2 separate regions of the Mus musculus genome follow, and region 2 is linked to region 1. A link is a contact called in public promoter capture Hi-C data. All regions are on one chromosome and are shown on one strand. The core of a region is the stretch at or near the end of the contact, and the rest is flanking DNA. Distances in the headings are between cores, read along the strand shown. Region 1 has its middle 15 kb from the start of Gm33125. Region 2 has its middle 28 kb from the start of Gm39339.

Region 1 (4,773 bases), core at 1,584-4,083:
TTTATTCCATTAAAATAGTAATTACATACATTACATGCTAACATTTTAAACATTTTTAAGACAATTTAAAAGCCTAATCTCCAACATCAAAAAATTGCTAAGGAAAGTGATATGTTGTATATTTTGTAAATCTGTTTTGTGCTTGACTTACGAGAAAACATTTAGATTATCAAAACTGCTTCTACGGTCAATCTATTAACATGCATCATTTAGTTGATGGATATAAAGGAAATATATTTCTTACAAATATATTACTATTTTCTTTTGGAAATAATATTAAACAGATTTATTTGATTTTACCCTAAAATTCACTAAATGATAGGTTCTTACAAGCTAATTGTGTGTGTAATTGGAAAATGTGTCATTGAGCTCATCGGACTTAATTACATTAAAATCTACAAGTGTCTTCTGAACACAGAGTGGGACACACACCCAGGCTGATCCTCTGATGTCATGGACTGAACGTTTGAAAGATATTAATCCCTTGAGATGTGAAGATCTTCCAGGTGGTGACAACATACCATTATCTACTCTCAACAATGCCCGTTTAACATCACCACCTAAATATGACAAAGGAGCCAAGCCAGTGGCAGATAGGAGTCTCAATTTTCACATAAGAAGCTGAACCGTTCATCACTGGCAACAAAGAAAACAAAAACTGTCAGTTCCTTTTCCTTAAGACAAAGGTTTACTTTGTTCATTTTGGGGGAAAAAAATCTGCCAAATACTCAAATCTAAATAACTGTAATTAACATAGCAGTCACACATTGAAGTAAAAACCTGTGTGTGGGCTCTGTTTCCCCAGAACCCAGTGACTGAAATGAAGGCACCAAACATTGGCTAAGGATTCACAATGACTCCTCCACCTCTAATTCTGTTCCCTACTAGTTTTGTGATTTGCCGAACACCATGGCTTCCTCCATGTAAAACACAGTTGGTGCAATGAGAGCAGCCACTTCTGTGGATGTTGGAAAGAGTTCATGAACAAATACATGATAACTGTCAGAATGGCCCCTGACACATTGATAGTGCTGTTAACTCTTGATACCATCTACTAAAAAGTAACATTAATATTAATCTTTTGCTTCAATGATATATTAAGTGTTCATCATATAATAAACATTTATTAAATAAATTTAAAGAAAATAAGATGGTTGAGGCTAGAGAGATGACTCAGCAGTTAAAAACATTGCCTGCTTATAGCAGAGCCAAGTTTGGTTCCCAGCACCTCATGACAGCTTATAACCATCTGTAACTCCAGTTTGAGGGGGTCTAATGCCCTTTCCTAGTCTCAACACTTCATACACACATGGTACACAGACATGCATGCCAGTAAAACACTTACAAATAAAATAACTAAATGTTTTTATTATAAAAGATAAGAGCTAAATGCCTAGTTTATCACCTAAAACAGATAGCTCCTGTGGATTCTGACATGTTGAGTTTGCAACAGATGTTGAATCCTAACTTCAATAGTTAATGTCTATAGAAGTTGATTTTACAGTTAAATTAGCAAGGGGGTTAGACTGATAAGGTGTCAGGAAGAGTCCAGAAGGAGAACAATGAAGGAGCCAGGCTCTGGGGACCAGCAAACATGGATCCAAGTGTAAGACATATTATTTCCTGAGGGGCTGGTGATAGGGCAATTCTGAGGAATGTGGATAATTGATCAGAAACAGTAAAGTCTCAGTAAGGAGCTGATTCCAGTTAGTGAGAGCCATGGACTGGAGAAGTGGGAGAACAGTGAGATCACTAGGATGTAAGATCGAAAATAACGAGGTCTCACTTAGGGTTTTAATAGCAAGAAGACGGGAAACCTGAGGAAGGATGGAAGGGTAAATTCTCCAAGAGCTGGTGAGTATTGCTTCCGCATTGGGGTGGCCTTCTATGCTCTTCACAGAGGCATGAAAAGGGGCTAAAGAGCGAAAATAAAAAATAAATAAAATGAGGTTTGCCTGGTAGGTTTGAGGTAAAAGACAGGAGAGAGACAGAGACAGACAGAGAGAGACAGAGATAGAGAAAGAGAGAGACTCTTCTATTGTAACCCAGGAGTCTCTGGAACATCAAGGAGAGGCAGATGCTGATCAGAACTGGAGACTCGGATCTGAGACCCGATGGTTCATGAGTAGTCATGGCAACCACAATCGGAAGGCGACCACCTTGTGAAAGCATTTGGCCATGACCAAGGACACAGCACCTGCCTCCCAATGGACAAGTTGAGGAAGAAAAGCTTCCCTGAGAAAAAGGATGTGGCCCTCCTGAGGAAAAAGGATGTGGTCCTCTCTGGAAGGGAAATGATGTGGTCCTCCCTGAGAGAAAGAGGTGCATTCTTCCCTGAGGGAAAAGGATGTGATCCTCCCTAGGAGAAAAGGTCATGGTCCTCCCTGAGGGAAAAGGATGTGATCCTCCCTAGGAGAAAAGGTCCATCTCTGATAACTTCACTTAGTCTTACGACCTAACAATAGGCATATCCCTCTCTCCCTTTCTAGTCCTCTGCCTTATCTTCAAATCTCAAGGTCTGGAGTTGTGCTTTGGGTTGCCCTTGTAAGAGCAATGCCTTACCTGAAATCCTACCTCACTCCCTTCTCCCCTCAATGCTCCCATTTCCTTCATGAAGATTTTAAGTTGCTCCACTAAGTTAAAACACAAGCAAACCCAAAGGCACAGTATCCAGTGGCGTAATGCAGGCACCCGCAGCAAGCAGCCTGGTGGCATCTGCGCTTGGCAGACTGTCCCTCCCAGGGCACCCAAAATCACATTAAGCCTTCTCCCGTGTGCATTTGCAACCCTCCGTGGAGGCAAATGCAAAAGCGGAGATGACAAGAACAGAAGGCAGCAAATGGAATATAAAATGTGGCTCCATCCCAATTCCACCCCCTCTTCCAGGAGGAGGGAAGACTGGGGAGGTGGTGAGGTATTTTAGGGCAGATGATTCCCCAGATATATAGAGCCTGGGAGTCCATTGTTTCCCACCTGGTGTACAGTATTGTCCTGTTCTCCAGGCAAAGCAGGAAATTAAAAAAAAAATCACCACAAGACAGACTAAACCATCTGTATGTGTGGGACACTGAAGATTCTCAGGTGGAACTATATATCTATGAGATAAAATTAAACCACTTACATATTCATAAATTCCAGAATTTGAAAAGTAGACTCCAGCACACACCAGGTATTCTGGCTGTTGAATTGGAATACTTCTTCAGGACCTACTCTTGAAAGTTTAAGTACAGAGCTTTGCAACTGGAAGATCCAGGTGACAACCTGTGCTTGAACTCAGAGAGGAGTACATAGTCTAGTGACTCAAGAAGTCCAGAGGGGCTGTGGACAAAGGTTGGCGTGGGAGTGGGTTTACTTGCAGGCCTGGTCCAGATTGTAGACTCCAACAGGAAACCATGGCTCTGGAAAGGGGATGGAACTGAGAGCAGCCAATGAGATAGAGCTGCTACTCAGCAAACCCAGCCTCTTTCATAGACTCCAACATCGACCAATCAGGACTGCCCTTAGATGTTGCATGCATAGTGTCTCACGCTAACCACACAGGACTGCTTCCAAAATGGACACCAACACAGCCCACACCTTACAGAAGAGGTCTGTTGCTACCATGACCACATTGCCTTTTGGCACAATCCTAAACAAGCTTGCCTTTTTTTTTTTTTTTGTCTACTCTGGTCTCAATTTCTTAGTTAACCACAAAGTATAGGAAGGGAGCAAGACAGACACAAAGTTACTAAATTTACAGCCTGTGCTGTGCTTCTGTGGCCTTTGGACTCTTTCGTTGACACACTTCTTTTATCGATGCTTCCAATCTGTCTGTATGGTTCAGAACACTGCCTGGGGGAGATCACAGACTCTTCTCTTGATTTGTTCAGCTTAAGTCGAATGCATCCCTTTTCCAGCTCCTTCCCTAGGGAGTTAGATCTCGGATGCTGTGTTAGAAAGCCAGCTGAGTACTGCCATGCATTTATGTACCGGATAAACAAAAAACACTATCAGGCACTTGTGCAACATGCAGGTGTCTGCTCACCCTAAGTTCTCAGTTCAGAAAGCTTGCATACATTTTGGAGAAGCCAATAGCCTACCTGATGTGCTACTCCGATACGTCCATGCTTCGTGGCTGGATTTGCTTTCTGCTGCCAGGTCTATATTTAAATTTGACTAAAGCTTGCTGGTGATTACTGCTTCCCCTGGTTCTCATTGAGATCCTGGCTCCTACTCATAAAGGCTGCAGTTCAAATTGCCACTAAAATTGCTGGGTATTAACATTAAGAAAGGAGCAATTAAGACTGTGGATATACTGGCTTGTTTTGCATTCTCACCTAGAGCCTACTGACTCTGAAAACAAGGGGACCACATATGCTGGATACTGAGGGCAGACTTGGAATTCTGGGAATGCAGAGATTATAAAGAGTTCATTCCTTTCTCTTCCTTCTGCTTTTTCTCCTCAGTAATGTCCAGCAGAGATTACTGTGTGTCTAGAAGGTATCAGAAACTTACAATCACAGCGACCGGGGTCACAGTAGTGAGCATGGCCAACCAGAGCCCCTCTCTCCAGAAGTTTACCTTTATTCAGACAACAGTGAGTGTTATGAAATTAGTAGTGGGGACATGAGAGAGGGTGGGTGAGATAGATAGGCTGGGAAGGGAAGGGCTCTCTCAAGATTTGACATTTAAACTGAGAACTGAATAAGAAGAAGGACAGTGGGGCTGGAGAGATGGCTCAGAGGTTGAGAGCACTGTCTGTTCTTCTAGAGGTCCTGAGTTCAATTCCCAGCA
Region 2 (4,773 bases), core at 1,377-3,876, 440 kb before region 1:
GCAAACATGAGAATCTAAATTTAGACCCCAGCACCCGCAGAAAACTCGGGTGTGGTAGTACTTGCCTGTAACCCTACTGCCAAAAGCTAGAGACGGGCAGATAGAGCCCTGGAACTTGCTGAGCAGCCAGTCTAACCAGATGGTGGGAGCTGAACTCAGTGAGAGAGCCTATCTCCAAATAATAATGATAATGATTTTGATGATGATGATAATAAATACGATAAAGAGTAATAGAAGAAGACATCTGGTCTTCACAGTCACACACATGTGCACCTGCATGCACCCATGTGTGCCCAAGGAAACATGCTACACATATACTGCACTATACACACACACACACACACACACACACACACACACACACACACACACACACACATCTGTAACTTAAATTTTTTTCAAATCTATTTTTGATGATGGTTCTTAAACACTTAACCTCCCTTGTAGCTCACCACCAACCAGCGGTGGTGGGAAAGAAAGGATGGCAGGGGTGCAGGGGTGGGGTTGGGGGTGGGGATGTGGACCTGTTTAGAAAGGTTCTTTGGAGCAACTCCTGTCTGTGTTGTCTGGAAATCGGCAGTTCAGCTCACAGGTTAGCAGGTAGTGGCAACTTGATCCACTCTCAAACACTCAGATACACCAGCAGTCCAGTTCAGTAGAGTTGGGATAGCAAACACCAATCAGCAGTGGTGGCACTACCTAGCAGAGACCACCAGTAGAAGTTCCCAGCTGTACCTCTCTCAGGGAAGCAAAGATCAGTGAAAACGGGAGATCCCAAAGCATTGTACAGCTAAGCTTTGTCTCCATCATTCTTTCCAGTCCTATTTATACCTTCCAAACATCATGTGTTCTCCATGTGCCTTGCCTCAGCACAGCTCTTGCTTCAGCCCATGCATCCAATCAGCCCAAGTCCACAGAGTCCCAACAGACAAACGGAGCTCAACTACACAGTGTAAGGCAGACCAATACATGCATGTTGTTAGCAAAGAATCCTTCATCATGTGTTCTTTCATGTGCTTGCTTTAGCAGAACATCCTCTGTCCTGTGTCTGCTTCAGTGAAACATCCCTTCATGAGCCTGACTTAGCCTTTCACACCTGGGTCCACTTTAATTAAACATTCCTTCACATGTTTGCCCCAGCAAGACACCATCCAACACAACTGACTCTCCAAAGAAACCTTAAAGTTTTCACTTCACACATCGGAGTATCTTCATCAATAGCCCTTGATATCCAGATTTCATTGCCAAAAGCCTGAGCTGGTATTTCTAATACTTAGAGCTCCCAAGTGTCATTTTTCTTCATATTCTGGGGTGCGGTGGATTTTCTATGTTTTTACCCCTTTCTTCCTATCTCCTTCTGGATGTGAGGATCCCCAAATCCTAACTCACTACACAATATCTAGAATTTATTTGATATATTTTTTAATCCTAAAAATTAAGAAGTTTTTTCTATTTTATTATATTTTCCTGAGTTTTATGTCATTTATCATAATACCAAAATGACTCCTTCATGGTTGGTATTTAATGGTTTATGATTGACAAGGTTGACGGGTGTGGTGGTCTGATGGAGCATGGTCTTTGGTAAAATGGTCACACTGGGGAGAAAGGTTCCTAAGGTTTCAATCTGAAGACAGAAGGCCAGGAGAAAACATCCATGACGTTTGATTATCTGGAGAACCAGTTAATCTAACCAGCTCTGAAAATGTAGGTCATCCTTGCCAAATGTGATAGATGATGGTGACCTAGGTCATATGTTCCCATAATATGAGTGGGCTGGTGTTGACCTGGTACAAAGGACTGTCAGCACAATGATCAGCATCAGATATCTTCCCAGTAGAAATGGGCCCATGAATTCTCAGCAGATGCTGTGACCTTCATTTCATGCCAGCTCCCCTCCATGTTTGAGCCTCCACTCATTCTGTTCTTCCCTCCCACAGTGTTCTTCCTATTCCCCTTGCCTGCCTGTCCTCCCCTCCCCTCCTCCCTCCAGGGCCCACATCCCACTTCTTCATTTGGATTTCTCTGTACTGCTGTTCACAGAAATCATCACCACACTTCTCTGTGTAATCTCACACCCACGTATTAAGTGTGCCTTGAATTGATTTTGGCGATGAGATTTTTTTTTTTATTAAAGGCTCCTTTGATGTCCTTTTAGGCACCAGCACTGTGTTGGACACAGAGTGGGTCTTTCTAAAAGCCTTGGTTGATCTGTGGTACCAATACTAGAAAACATAAGCCTGGGGGCAACACTGTTGCTGTTGCTGTTGGTGCCATGGGGGAAGTTTCTTGTCTGATTTCCTCTTGAAGAAGGTTTCAGACCATGCATAAAGCCTTTCCTATGAATCTGAATCTGATGTAGTGGTTCTCTATCAATTTCTTTAAAAAATTTTTCACATTGTTGGTACTGGTTGTTATTGGACCTGAGCTCTGGGGTGGAGTGGGGGAAGGCTGGTAAGAATCAATTTGGGAGCTGTGGCCCTTCCTTTTTGTAACTGCACAGGGCTTGTCTGATTATTGGGTATACGGCCTCTTGAAAGCCTGCCAGTGTTAGCAAAACTGTCTCCTCCTCACTTGGATGGATTCCTTTGCTCCAAAACCAGCTGCCTCCACTCTAATAGCTTCCCACTGAGAGGATCTGTGTGCTGCTGCTGCTTCTCAGCAATCCCCAGTTTTGTACCACGACTCAGAGCTTTATACCAGGGCATCCTTAACACACTCACCTGCCCTCCCTCGCAGAGTCATGGCATGCCTGTCTGTGAGACACACTCTACATCTTCTGGCAGATGGGGTCACCATGAACAGCCTTTATGGGGCCTTGCCAGGGAGCTTGATATAAAGACAGATGTGCTGAGTGGAGGGCCTCTCTGCTGCTGGAGGGGCAGGCACTACTGAATCGTTTTTACCCAAAGGGTCAAAACTCTTAACTCTTCTGTCAAGAACTATTAGCTTCTCTCAGAAAAAGGTCAAAGTGTGTTACTTCTTCAAATTGACCCAAGCAGTGATTCCTAGATTCAATGCCCCATCAACTCAAAGCTGTTGTCTTAGTTGTGGTTTCTGTTGCTGTGATAAAACACCACAACCAAATATAAGCTGGGGAGAAAAGGATTTATTTCATCTTACTTTTCTAGTCTATCATGAAGGGAAGCTGGTGCAGGAACTCAAAGCAGGAACCTTGAGGCAGGAACTGAGGCAAGGTCATGGAGGAGCACTGCTTACTGGCTTACTCAGCCTGTGGTTTTTTTTTTTTTTTTTTTTTTGTACCCCTCTAAGACTACCTGTCTGTCCCGAGCTATTGTTCTCGCCGGCAAGAACACACTCAGATGACCGGATTCTTCTGCAGCAAAAGCTTTATTGCTTCTTCAGGAGGGAAGACCCAGAACCCGGAAAATGGTGCTGCTTATGTAGCCCTCAGCCTGGTGTGTCAGCACCTGATTTGTTGCTCGCCCATCACCTCATTACTACGCCCCGAGATGGGCAGTGACTTGGTGTGAATTCATTCTCACACCTGCGCACAATGCTTGTTTACTAGTTAGGCACAGCGGGAGCCAGCGCCATCTTGTAATGGCGATTACTTACGACTCTCCACACCTGTCCAGGGGCAGTGTCACCCACAGTGAATAGGACCTTCTCCTGCCAATCATTAATCAGGAAAATGGATCACAGATTTGTCCCCAGACCAATCTGCTGGGGCCACTTTCCAAATTGGGTTCCCTCTTTCAAAATGACTCTAGCTTGTGTCAAGTCAACACAAAACTATCCAGCTCAGCCTTTTTGGACAGAAAAAATATCTTTTTTTACCTTTTGTGAATCCTTTCCTGAGCATAATACTTATTCTTGTTAGATATGGCTGTCAGTTATTTTAACTCAGCTTATTTTAATGGCATTGATGAAATTGTAACTGTGAAGAAGATAGGTTTACAACGTTCTCTCTCTGTCTCTCTGTCTGTCTCTGTCTCTCTTTCTCTGTCTGTCTGTCTGTCTGTCTGTCTCTCTCTCTCTCTCTCTCTCTCTCTCTGTGTGTGTGTGTGTGTGTGTGTGTGTGTGTGTGTGTGTGTGTGTTGCATGTATGTGCTAGGGCAAGCACTGAGGCTGGAGGACAACCTGAGGAAGCCAGTTCTCTTCTTCTAGTATTTGGATCCTGGGGATTAAACTTAGGTTGTCGGACTCAGTGGCAAATCCTATAGCTACTGAACCGTATTCTGGGACCTAATATACTGACTTGTATCAAGGAATTCCTAGTGTTTAACATTTTTCCATTACTTGAGTAAACCCAATTATAGCTACAATGTTGCCTTTTTTTTTTTGCAGACATGATTTTTATTAGATCTTTTCTTCATTTACATTTCAAAATGCTATCCCCAAAGCTCCCTATACCCCCCCCCACCCTGCTCCCCAACCCACCACTCCTGGCCCTGACATTCCCCTGTACTGGGGCATATGATCTTCAGAAGACCAAGGGCCTCTCCTCCATTGATGGCCAACTAGGCCATCCTCTGCTACATATGCAACTAGAGACACAGCTCTGGGAGGTACTGGTTAGTTCATATTGTTGTTCCTCCTATAGGGTTGCAGACCCCTTTAATTCCTTGGGTACTTTCTCTAGCTCCTTCATTAGGGGCCCTGTGTTCCATCCAATAGATGACTGTGAGCATCCACTTCTGTATTTGCCAGGCACTGGCATAGCCTCACAAGAGACAGCTATATCAGGTTCCTTTCAGCAAAATCTTGCTGGCATATGCAATAGTGTCTGGGTTTGGTGGGTTTTATGGGATG

What was found. Promoter capture Hi-C pulls out the DNA fragments that hold promoters and counts their contacts.
Region 2: a promoter capture Hi-C map of hippocampal neurons shows a contact between it and region 1, with 5 times the contacts expected there. The contact joins two enhancer-like sites.

What each region holds. Positions count from the first base shown.
Region 1 is chr9:52,406,066-52,410,838 of GRCm38.p6, reverse strand. No RefSeq gene overlaps it. Among named protein-coding and RNA genes, the nearest start is that of Gm33125, 15 kb to the left of the region's middle. Within about 2 kb of position 2,833, at least 11 of the 459 cell types and tissues checked have an H3K27ac peak or open chromatin away from gene starts, as enhancers often do. A contact at or near this core is called in hippocampal neurons, where this site is marked.
Region 2 is chr9:52,847,949-52,852,721 of GRCm38.p6, reverse strand. No RefSeq gene overlaps it. Among named protein-coding and RNA genes, the nearest start is that of Gm39339, 28 kb to the left of the region's middle. Within about 2 kb of position 2,626, at least 10 of the 459 cell types and tissues checked have an H3K27ac peak or open chromatin away from gene starts, as enhancers often do. A contact at or near this core is called in hippocampal neurons, where this site is marked.